Linked DNA regions of Hordeum vulgare: region 1 is linked to region 2. The links are chromatin contacts, called in public Hi-C maps. All regions are on one chromosome and are shown on one strand. The core of a region is the stretch at or near the end of the contact, and the rest is flanking DNA. Distances in the headings are between cores, read along the strand shown.

The links. A called contact is a pair of places that touch in the nucleus more often than the background predicts.
Region 1: a Hi-C map of leaf shows a contact between it and region 2, with 2.8 times the contacts expected there. The contact joins the enhancer-like site here to the promoter of LOC123443904 in region 2. A contact is called at or near these places in 3 of 6 Hi-C or Micro-C datasets (leaf, seedling and an unstated tissue) and 1 of 1 datasets of contacts at active chromatin or transcription factors (embryo).

The regions. Positions count from the first base shown.
Region 1 is chr3H:376,356,910-376,363,046 of MorexV3_pseudomolecules_assembly, reverse strand. No RefSeq gene overlaps it. Among protein-coding and RNA genes, the nearest start is that of LOC123443905, 210 kb to the left of the region's middle. Within about 2 kb of position 3,541, at least 3 of the 3 cell types and tissues checked have open chromatin away from gene starts, as enhancers often do. A contact at or near this core is called in leaf and seedling, where this site is marked.
Region 2 is chr3H:376,043,471-376,049,274 of MorexV3_pseudomolecules_assembly, reverse strand. It overlaps LOC123443904, which reads left to right and starts at 3,004. Exons shown (of 5, transcript XM_045120458.1): 1 at 3,004-3,186; 2 at 3,286-5,395. The coding sequence starts at 3,354.

The DNA.
Region 1 (6,137 bases), core at 2,292-4,791, 310 kb before region 2:
AGTGGTGGTGATGGGCGCCCCAGTGCGGTGCAGCGGCGCTAGATCGAGGATCTAGTCCTTCTGGTCGCTAGTCTCCTTCTGATTCTCTTTTTACGGGAGTGGACGACCTTTTGAATGGGAAAGATCTTTTACTTCCCGAACTGTGCATCAATTAGGGATTCATACGATCATTTTAGTATGAGTACCAAGATAGACATGGTCCTCATTTTTTTAAATGAATATCAAGATATTTGTTCATGAGTGATTCCACCACACACAAAGCTTGATCCTCAATAAACGAAAAAAGCCTATGCATCACATATCAATTCTAAAAATTAAACTTGGGTTGTTAGGCTGCATAATCGCATGCATCATCACTGCACCAACACCCTCTTTGTCGGCGTCTGGTCCGCCGTGGAGGAATAGTGCATGGGTGACACGACACGTCGTGTACGTGGGCTAGTGTCTGTTCCATGTCCTACTCTTCCCCACTGGTGACCGAACCTTCAATTCGTGAGGTTCAGGGCGGCCGAACTTGGACAAGAAAGGGTACAACAAGAACATGTGCGAAGAGTTAAATTAGGTTAGGGTCCAACCGCTTTTGTTTAATGGAACATGTTAAAAATGTAATTAATATGGTTTGGTTTGCTTGACAACGTTTAGTTGTTTGAAATGTGTGCGAGCACAGTTGAATGGCTAACTTCCGTATCTAACCATGTGAACCGTGTGAGTTCGTCCCGCGGACGAACACCTTGTCTGTTTTAAAGGTCTACTATTGAAGACGGCCTCACGGTACATATGGATTCGGGAGCGTCGATAAAACATAGACAATAGTTGTAGGCTGATTACCGTGCAGAAAGTTGAGAGAAAATAATCAGTAATGCAAAACTCATCAAGTGCATCTTTATTCAACCAATACAAACTCGAATCATACATTTACATGAGAAAATATGACTACTACTACCTCCGTTCTTAAATATAAGATTTTTTTGAAGATTTCATTATAGACTAGATACGAAACAAAATGAATGAATATACACTCTAAAATATTGACTACATACATCCGTAGGTAGTTTATAGTGAAATCTCTAAAAGTCTTGTATTTAGGAACAAAGGGAGTATGTATTTACGTGGTCATGCTTGAGAACATACATCAAGCCACCCAAGTCATTACTCACACCTACAAATTCGATAATGTGTAGTGATCTCACTCACCATATCTAAAACCGACATCGTCATCGATCCATCTGCATAACGTATCAGAGCCTACAATCGGTGTAACAAACCTAAAACGTACACCATATGCACTCATTTTAGAAGCCGCCATCATCATCAAACCATTGAGCCATCTTCAGGAAAGAGATATGCATCATTCTTGCTAGTATAGCCATCCGTCAACGCCACCACGAAACCGACGACACCCTCTCCCTACAGGCAAGCTGCTGAGCACGTCATGGTCACTGCCGATACACTGCAACACCATGTTGCAAAGTACCACCAGCCGACACAACTTGAGTCTCTAGATCTGTCGTGTGTAGCACCTGTCGACAAGACATGACACAACTTAGCACGTGTCGGCCAAGCATTACTTGATATCTCCACCGAAGCTCCGTGCAAGACGAAGTCGCTCCACCACGTGCCTATGTCTTCCAATGTTGCTGCACAAACGATGCTCCTAAGAGAGAAATGACACCGCACTGCCGCCATCGTTCGATCTCAAAGACCAGATCCTAGGTTTCCCCTGGAGTAGCACGAGTTGATCGACGTTAGTTAGACGACGATGCCGTCATCAAGGTAACGATGCAAAACACCGCCATTGCCCGCCGTTGGCTCGGTTCTCCCCGGCAACTGTGTCTCCCAGACTCGCAGCCGGGACTAGATGACGCATCTCGAGATTTGACCATCTAGTCTCAGGACGAACACCTCTGATATAGGAGATGACCACCACTGCCAAGCCCAGGGTCGCTGCCCGCCCCCCGTGTGATGCAGATCAAGACGAGGAGAGCCACCGTGATCCGAAGCCGAACCGGGGGTTGAGTGGCTGCAAGATGGCTGCCACCACCACCTGCTGCAGCGGCTACATGCTCGCCTCCATACTCCACCCATCGTTGTCTGTCATCACTGCCGAGGCGATCAAGATCGAAACCGCGCAACGACCTTGTGCAGTTGACAGGCGAGAAGAAGGCCGTCGTCGCCGAGCCGCTCCGGCTTTGCCCTGGCGGCGTCGCCGGCGGCGACGAAGAGGAGAGTGATGGAGGTGGGCGCCCCGGTGCGGCGCGACGGTGCTAGATCGAGGCTCTAGTCCTTCCGGTCGCTAGTCGCTCCTTCCGATCCTCTTTTTACGGGAGCGGACGACCTTTAGAATGGGAGAGATTTTTTACTTCCCAGTCTCTGCATCAACTAGGAATGCATACGGTCATTTTAATATGAGTATCACGATAGACATCGTCCTTATTTTTAAAATGAATATCAAGATATTTGTTCATGAGTGGATCCACCACACAGAAAGCTTGATCCTCAATAAACGAAAAGTACCCTGTGCATCACGTCTCAATTCTATAAATTAAACTTGGGACGTTCGGCTAAACAACCGCATGCCTCATCACTGAGTCAAGGCTCTCTTTGTCGGCGCCTGGTCCACCGTGGAGGAATAGGGCATGGGTGACACGACACCTCGTGTAAGGCTAGTGTCTGTCTCATGTCCTACTCTTCCTGCTGGTAACCGAACCTTCACTTCGCGGGGTTCATGGCGGTCGAACATGGACAAGGAAGGGTACAACAAGAACATGGAGAACATGCGCCGGCGAAGATTTAAATTAGGTTAGGGTCCGACCACTTATGTTTAATAAAACATGTTAAAATATACTTTCTTCGATTCAAAATAACTATCTTAAGTTTAGTACAACTTTGTACTAGCTCTAGTACAAAGTTGAGACAGTTATTTTGAGACAGAGGGAATAGTTAATATGGTCCGGTTTGCATGAAAAAAGTTTTTTTTAAAGTTTAATTTATTTAAATATATTTTGAAATGTGTGCGAGCACGGTTGAATGGCCGACTTTCATATCAAAATGTGTGAGTTTGTCCCGTGGACGAACGCCTTGTCCGTTTTAGGGATCTACGATTGAGGATGGCTTCATGGTACATATGGATTCGGGAGCCACGATAAAACATAGACAATAATTGTAGGCTGATTACTGTTTAGAAAGTCGAGTGAAAATAATTAGTAATGCAAAGCTCATCAAGTGCATCTTTGTTCAACGAATACAAGCTCGAATCATACATTTACATGAGAAAATAGTACTATGTATTTACAGGGTCATGCTTGCTGCACATCTGGTCGTTCCATGAACAACAACCAATACAAAACACGACCTATTCTTTTACACATAAAACTGCAGTAACCAACAAAGCCCATACAGAGATGGTGCAAGACCAAAGCAGAAGAGAACAGAGGATCGACGGACAATTCACCATTTTTCAGATCCAACCACACTAGTGCGAGCCGGAGCAACACCGACACAAGCGCAAGCACGCGGCTGCGTTCTCGGCCTGACCGCCCACGAGGCCACTCCCCTGAAGAGAGCCCTCAGCGTCACCTTCCTGCGGGCCCTGAACGCCACAACCTGCTGGTCCTTTCCCTCCACGGGAGGCCCCTCATCAGGGGACGGCGGGCCAGCGACAGCGAGGTGCCGTTCCAGGATTCTGTTGAGGGAGGCCAGCTCGTAGGAGTCGTACAGAGAGCTCCCCGTGTCATAGGCTGCGTTGCCATCTCTCAGATGCTTCCGAGGCATCTTATGAGCGAGCTGCTGGAGGAAGGAGGTAGAAGATGCAGTCGAGGAAGAGGACGAGAGAGGAGAAATGGTTGCGCCTCAGCATTTGAGAAGACAAATGGTTACCCTTGAGCGCTTATTTTATGATCTTGTTTTGTTTATGGTTTTCGACCGCGTATTAATACGCATAACTTAAGTATGATGTGCGCCAAACTAGTAATAAACTACTGCTGGTGAGTATGACATGTCGTTTTCCTTTTCATTTGTCAAATAGTTTCCGTGACTCTGGCTTTTCGGAAGATCAAACACAACGGAGCAACAGAAACAGCTGTTCATCAAACACACGGGACAGTTGGCATTTTCCCTCTTCTATTTGAAACAATCAAAGATAGATTAGACACAAATGTACGTGCTGCAGCCTGCAGGTGCGTCGCCTTTCAGTTTCAAGCCTTGAAACAGCTTCGCAGATCATCCTATAAACGATACGCAGGATCGCAAGTAGACTGCGGCAGATCACATACTTGCACGCAACTACTTACAACATGAGGCAAGTCCCGCTGTCACGCTCTAAATCTGTTCTGCGGTGTTGCAAACTGACAGCCGGTGGACGCGGCGAACTGCACCCGACCGACGAATGAGCCTTGGCTTTATGGCAACTTCGCAAACTGTTTGTGTGTCGGTTTGAATGAAAACGGACACGAATCACGATACAACGTGCCGATACAAATGGACGAGAGTTTTTTTCTGTCCGTTCACGACCCATTTCAGATCAAAATTTGATCTGGATTTGTGTCGACGTAGGCACAGAGCGGATGCGTGCGATGCCCGTCCTTGTCCTTCCCCTTGCACGCGAGTTGATGGTAAATTGGTCATTCTCCCTTTCTTCCATCGACAGCCAACACATCCGGTCACCCCGCCCTTGCCGTAGCTGCCCAGTTTCGATGGCCAGGCGGCCGCCCGCACCCACGTAACTCCCTCGGCAGCACGTCACACCCGGCCGACCGTTTTTGCCGGTGTTGGAAGAATGTTTTTTCCATTGTCGTAGAAACCCCACGTTCAAGCCGCCCTCTCGCCTTCACTGCCGCAAGCAATGCTCCAATCGCAGCTACCTGGCTCACTGGTCACCGCCAGGCCTGCTGCCTGATCTAGGAAAGACGTGGGGCTCTCTAACGGCCGACTTCTTTGGCACACACGCAAAGTGTTCGACGTTTCGCCCCAAATGTACAAATGGATAGTGGCGATGATCACTTTTTCAACAACTTCACTTGCAATTTGGATGATTGGTCGTCCGTCGACGAGGAGATTGTGGTTGTTGCTTTGATTGTCCATGACCACATTAGTAGGCAGTGGTTGATGGTTAGGTGCTCGATCCCGCGGCATCTCCCACGCTGAACCACAACAGAGAGAGTTTCCATTGCCTACTCTCGCAGGACTACTTCCCGCCCGCTGACCCACTCTTCAGACACAACCTATTCCGACGTCGCTTTCGAATGGCTAGGCATGTGTTCAATCTTATCCGAAGGGGGTGATGGAGTATGATAAGTATTTCGAATGCAAGGAGGATGCCCTGAGAAAGGTTGGCTTCTCCTCTTCTCAGAAATGCACTACAACTATTTGGATGCTTGCATACAGAATACCCGATGATCTTATTGATGAGTATGTTCGCATGAACGACTCCACGTGTCTAGAATCCATGTATAGGTTATGCAAAGCTGTGGTAGCAGTATATGGCCTACAGTATTCAAGAGACCAACTACTGCAGATACAACCCAGTTGTCGGTGATCAATGCTGATAGGGGCTTTCTTAGGATGCTTGATAGCATAGATTATATGCATTGGGAGTTTAATAATTGTCCTTCTGCTTGGCAGGGACATTATAGGGACCATGTCAATACTTGCACTATCATACTTGAGGTTGTGGCTTCACAAGATATCTGGATTTGGCACTCTTTCTTTGACATGACCGGTTGTTACAATGAAATAAACGCACTTCAAGGCTCTCTCGTATTCTCAAGGCTTCTAAAAGGCCACTTCCCAGAGGTCAATTTTGAGGTCAATGGCCATCATTACATCAAAGGATACTACCTAGCTGATGGTATTGACCACACTGGACTACTCCGGTGAAGACAATTTCTAACCCAACAAGAGAGAAGAGACAGAGATTTTCCCAAACACAAGAAGTGCAAGAAAGGATGTGGAGCGTGCTTTCGGTGTTCTTAAATCTCGATGGGGCATCATTTGGTATCTTGCTAGAACTTGAAGCACCAAGAAGTTATGGAAGGTGATGACTGCTTGTGCGATCATGCACAACATGATCGTAGAGGATGAGCGTGAGGATGAAATCTTCAGTTAGGGGTTTCAATTTCAGGGTGAAAATGGTGTGCCTC
Region 2 (5,804 bases), core at 1,755-4,254:
TACGTGCCTAGAGTCGTTGTACATATTCTGCAAGGTTGTGGTTGCAGTGTTTGGCTGTGAGGACTTGAGAGAGCCAACTGCTGCAGACACAACCCGCTTGTTGGCGACCAATGCTAGCCGAGGCTTCCCAGGAATGCTTGGCAGCATAGACTGCATGCACTAGGAGTGGAAGAACCGCCCTTCTGCTTGGCAAGGGCAGTACAAGGGCCATGTCCAGGCTTGCACTGTCATACTTGAGGCCGTGGCCTCTCAAGATCTCTGGATCTGGCACTCTTTCTTTGGCATGGCCGGATCACACAATGATATCAACGCGCTTCAACGTTCGCCGGTGTTTGTAAGGCTTGCCAAAGGAAACAACCCGCCGGTCAAATTTAACATCAACGACCACAACTATAATAAAGGATACTATCTAGCTGACAGAATCTATCCACGGTGAACCACCATTGTGAAGACAATCTCCAACCCCGTCGGAGAGAAGAGGAAATATTTGCCCAAAAGCAAGAGAGTGTTAGGAAGGATGTCGAGCGTGCCTTTGGTGTTCTACAATCTCGATGGGGCATAGTTCGGTTTCGTGCTAGAACTTGGAGCACCAAGAAGTTGTGAGAAGTGATGACTCCTTGTGTGATCACGCACAATATGATCGTAGAGGATGAGCGTCCCGAACTCTCCGCGATCAAGGGTTTGAGTTTCAGGGTGACATGTGGTGCCTCAACATGACGGAGAAGCGGCATCGTTTGCACAGTTCACTCAATTCCATCATGAAATGCATGATTGGGAAACTCATATTCAGTTGCAAGATGATTTAGTTGAGCATATGTAGAATCATGTTGGCAATCAATAAGTGTATCTTTTAAACAATTTAATTTTAATCGGGCTTGTTAAACTTTCCTATATTTTATTTTCAGTTATGAAACTATGCTATTTCATTTGTTTTTAGAAAATATGCAAAATGTTTATATTTATTGAAAACCGACGGCTAGCCGGCCACGCACATAAATATGGGTCAGCGTGTTGGACGCACTGCCGATCCAAATCATAAATCGAACGGACAAACAATCGATGGGCGATCCAAGCGGACGAAAAGCGAACAAAATCACCGTCCGTTTGGGTCGGTTGGTTGAAGTTGCTAGATATTGTGTTGGAAGACCGACGTTTGAGGAATACTTGAGAGGGTTCGTTTGATGGTTGCATGAAATTTGAAGCAAAAAAAAGTCGGCCGCTCAGGATGCGTAGACGAACACGGCGTCGTGTGCTAGTGCTGACTTGAGACGGGAGGTCTTTTCAGCGCACAGCACAGCACATCAGAGCGCAGAGACAGAAGCGTGCAGCCATGTTTGACAATCACAGGCAAACCCACATGCGACACCAGTGCGTCTGCTATAAATTTGGTTGGACCTCAGCGCCCGTTTGCTTTCCCACGGCCCGTGTTGGGGTTAGGTTCCTGCTTACTGCTACCACCAGTGGATTTGTCGTTTCGCCAGCGGAAAAAAGCAGATCAAACCCCGATTAGATGGCCAGGCTAATCTACAGCGGAAATACACGTCCTCCTCTAAGAACTAAGATTGTTTAGATGAGCAGAGCATCTACCGTCATGACAAAAATCGGTGCATGCCAGGTCAAGTATTGACTCCGGAAGACCCGTGGGAGAAAGACAGCGCGGGAGAATACCATCATCATCACCTACTTTATCTGTTACCCGCCCGTGCAGCGTTGCGGTGCGTGGGCATGCTTTGCTCCGCCTTTCGGCTTTCGGTAGAGGACCGAAAGCCGCGTGTTCGTGTGCGACATCCGAAGACCTTTCTCTTCTTCCTTGCCCATCAAGGGAGGTTTCGGTTTTGGATGGGCCTTCGATCGCTTGATCCGAATCACATGCCACGTGACTTTCTCTGGGTCGGCAGCTTCTATACCGAGATTCTCTTTAGAAATTACCACTACCACCACACTTGTTTTTACTTACTTTGCGGCATAAATCTCGTGATGTCTGGCGAGGACAAGACAGATCACAGATCAAAATGCAGTAGCGGCCATAGGTTACTTTTCCATGTTTTTCCTAATAGTAGTACTCTTTAAAGATGCTTTCACCAATTCGGGGAAACTTGTGGTGCTCGTTTGGACAAAATGTTTCAACAAAGTAGGCTTCCTTTACGCGGAGCCGTCTCTATACGTACTATTCTTGCTTTTGCTTGTTGCTCCCTTTTCTCGTCTTGCCGATTGTTCCTCTCCCGAAAGCAACACGCCTGCTGGTTTGGAGTGCGTGCGTGGATCCAACCACGGCCGCAGCATCTCACATCCAAGGCAACACGGGAAATTTCCGGTCCCCAGATGCTTTCATTAGCCGAGACCCGAGAGAGAGAGAGAGAGAGGATGACAGCTTGAAAATCAAACTTCTAGAAGCAACGGCACGTTGAAAGGGCACTCCAAAATAAGAAAAAAAAATAGAGTGTACTAGGCGTACCGCGTACACATGTTTTATAAGATAAGAGACGAGGAGTATAACTTTTCTTTTGCCATTGGCAAATTCTGGATAAATTGCCGGACGTGCAATGCTTCAGGTTCCGCATGATCTTTATTCAATTATCAGTATTCTTTTGTCGCAGTGCTTGGAGTATTATATTACGAAAAAGACCATTAGATTTGGCTCTACTTTACCTACACGAGGGAGACGGACACGTGATTAATTACGTACTAGTAGTACTTGGTTAAGCAGCATCTAGTGCTGGCCTCAAGACAAGAGGAAAAATGCTTTTTTTATAGAAAGGGAAAAGGGAAGACCACACGCCCGGTTCCCACCAGCTGTACCCACCCGGGCCGCTCGCCGCCACGTGGGCCCAGCTCCTTGACGCCCCTGCGTCAGCGTCGCAGCCAGGCCAGACGGACCGCATCCATACGCTACCCCCACCGCCCACCGCGCTCGAGCCCCCCGAGGAATCTCAATATCGCAAAACGGTCGCTCCACCTCCAGAGCCCGCCCGCTCAAATACGAGTATAACCAACCAACTAGCACTCCTCTTTTCCCTTGTCGTCTCCGTTACCGCTCGCACTTGCCACTCAAGCAAGTACTACCGCCCCTATTCTCTCTCTCTCATGGCGGACTCCTCGTGCTGCCCAGCGAAACCCTAATGGCGAACCGGCGGCGCCGCCACGCCCCCCGCGCCGTAGCCTCGCCGCCACGAGCTCCCTTGGAAGGTAATCGCCAGCCCGCGTCCTGAACCCGCAGCGGATCTTACTCACCCCATTTCCCACCGCTCGTCGGATCCGCCGCGCTGATCTATTACCTTGCTGCAGATTGGAAGCTCTCGACCCGGCGAGGAAACTAGGAGACGCAACGCCTCAGGGACAGGGAGGGAGGCGCCATGGGCGATCTGAAGGAGATGAAGTACAGGCGGAGGATTGGGCTCGAGGAGCGCGCGCAATGCAGCGACCAGAGGGGCGTCGACTGGGGCGTGCTCAAGCAGGACCCCGTGGAGCTGCTGCGCAAGCTGGACGAGCTGAGGGACCAAATCACGCGCTCCTGCCAGGTCGCCCAGCAGCCACGGGAGCACCGTCGGGTGGGCCGCCGACCGCCCTCCTTGCTACCCGAGCTTCCCGAGCCGGTGCCTCTACCCGGGTATCATCGCCCACGCTATGGTGGTGGTGCCCGGTATGGGCATGGCTTGCCGCTGAGCCCATGTGAGCCGCACCACTCTGATCATGGGGAGAGGTATGCGAGGCAGTCAAGTGGAAGTGGGCGGTATCGCCAGTACCCAGGGAGGCAGTGGGACAACGGCGGGAATTACCATCAGTATGGGTGTGCTAGTCCGCATTATCCGCATGGACAGAGGGCGGCACCACAAGAAGAGCACATACCGATGGCCAGATACTTCGCGGGGCAGCATGAGTGCTACCGATTTGAAAGGTCACCATCTATTTCATCAGATTATGACCAAAGGTCTGTGGCATCATCGCTTTACTCTCACCGCTCGGTGTCAAAGAAAAGGGCTGAGTATTTCAGGAAGAAGGCAGAACATCTCTGCCGGCCAATGCATGGCGCGGCACCATTTGTTGTCTGCAGCTCTTGTTATCATCTCTTGCAGGTGCCTGTGGAAAAATGCATGGGGTGGAAGCAAAACCGGCTACAGTGTGGGTCTTGCTCTGAGATAATCAGCGTGAAGCGCATGAAAGGAAAGGCTATTCCCTACACATCCTCACCGTCCTTCAGTTTGTCCAAAACTGAGCAAAGCTCACATGATCGAATGAGACGAGAGTTTGAGCATCAACATCATGATGATGTCACTTCCGCGTTTTATAATCTGAATGAGCACAGCAGCATGCAAATCAACATAGACTTTGGTGATGATAATTCAGTTTCTTCTACCATTAGTCATGATGAAAGGACTGACAAAGAATGTGGCTCAAACAGGAGCATTCAGTCAAAAGCAGATGGTATCTCTCTGTCTCCACGCAGGTCTGGAGATATTGAAAGCCCAAAGGATATATTATGTGAAAGAGATGCAGATTGTGAGGAGGAACATTCAGTAGATTGTCCAATCAGCCCGTGTTCCCCAATTTTAGAGGACAAACTTGTTGATCCACTGTGCAGCCAAGAAAAACACAATTGTTCAGAGGACCTAGGTATGGATAATGGATCTGACCTTAATTGCAAAGGAGAATACAATGTCAATGATGATGAGAGTGTCAGCATGGGAAGTGAACAAAAGGTCAATGAAGCTGAACTTGTAGAGGAAAGCATGTGCAGAAAGCACGATCAAAAGAACAAGGAAGATCACTGCTCTAGCCTTGAAGATGTTAGCAAAATGCAGAATAGTACAAAAGGTGACCCTGATAGAAACGAAAAGTGTGAGTGCGCAAGCAAAAACGATGTCAGAAGCAGTCCTGAAAGTGAAGGTACATGCAAGAAATATGACCGCAACAGCAAAGAAGATGAAACAAGCGGCCTGGAAGTTGAGAACATAAGCAATGAGTTTGACAAGAACAACGCAGTGGACAGCAACATTGCCCTTGAACATGCCAACACTGCCATTGAATTTGAAGGTACAAGCACAAGTGAGAGATCTGAAGAAAACCTAATGGAACAACATAATGGAAAATTGCATGAGCCATGTGCTGAGGATGCCAATGCCCTAACGGAGAGTGGGTCATCAGTTAATGGGCGCACAAATTCTGGTTTCTCTCGTGGTTCTTCTGAGGCAGGGTTAGATGAAGATCAATCCTCAACTGGTAAGAGCGGGGATTCATCATTTTTTGCTGGTTTCTTGAAGAAGGGGTTCAAGGACCTTTCTTTATTTAACCAGTCCATGGATAGTGTTAAGGTTTCAATCAATGGCCATCCAATCTCTGAAAGAGCTCTTAAGAAGGCAGAAAAGAAAGCTGGTCCTGTTGAGCCTGGTTCATATTGGTAAGTATTTGCTGTAGTGCTAGCAGCAATTGAATTGTTGAATAGTCTGCTGCACTTTTATTAGTTTGCGTTGGGTAGACTGCTTTACTTTGTTCATTGTTAACTTTGATAAGGACAAACAAATGCTTGTCTCAATAGTCTTATAGCAGTAAACCTGGTTTAGTGAAATTATGACAGGCAAGACATAATTATTTTTCAGTATCTCTAGATGCTAGAGCAGAAAATGCTCTGGTGATCTATTTGGAATTCTCTTCCATGTATTTGAGTCATATTTTTAGTTTTAGCTCTGTGTGCAGATGCACCTTTGTGCCCCTTCTTTTCTCTAAATAATACTATTTTCAGCATTTCATATCTGATAGCTAGAAACCAAATTCGTGGTCGTGCTTTTGGCTCAACATATGCTCCCTCC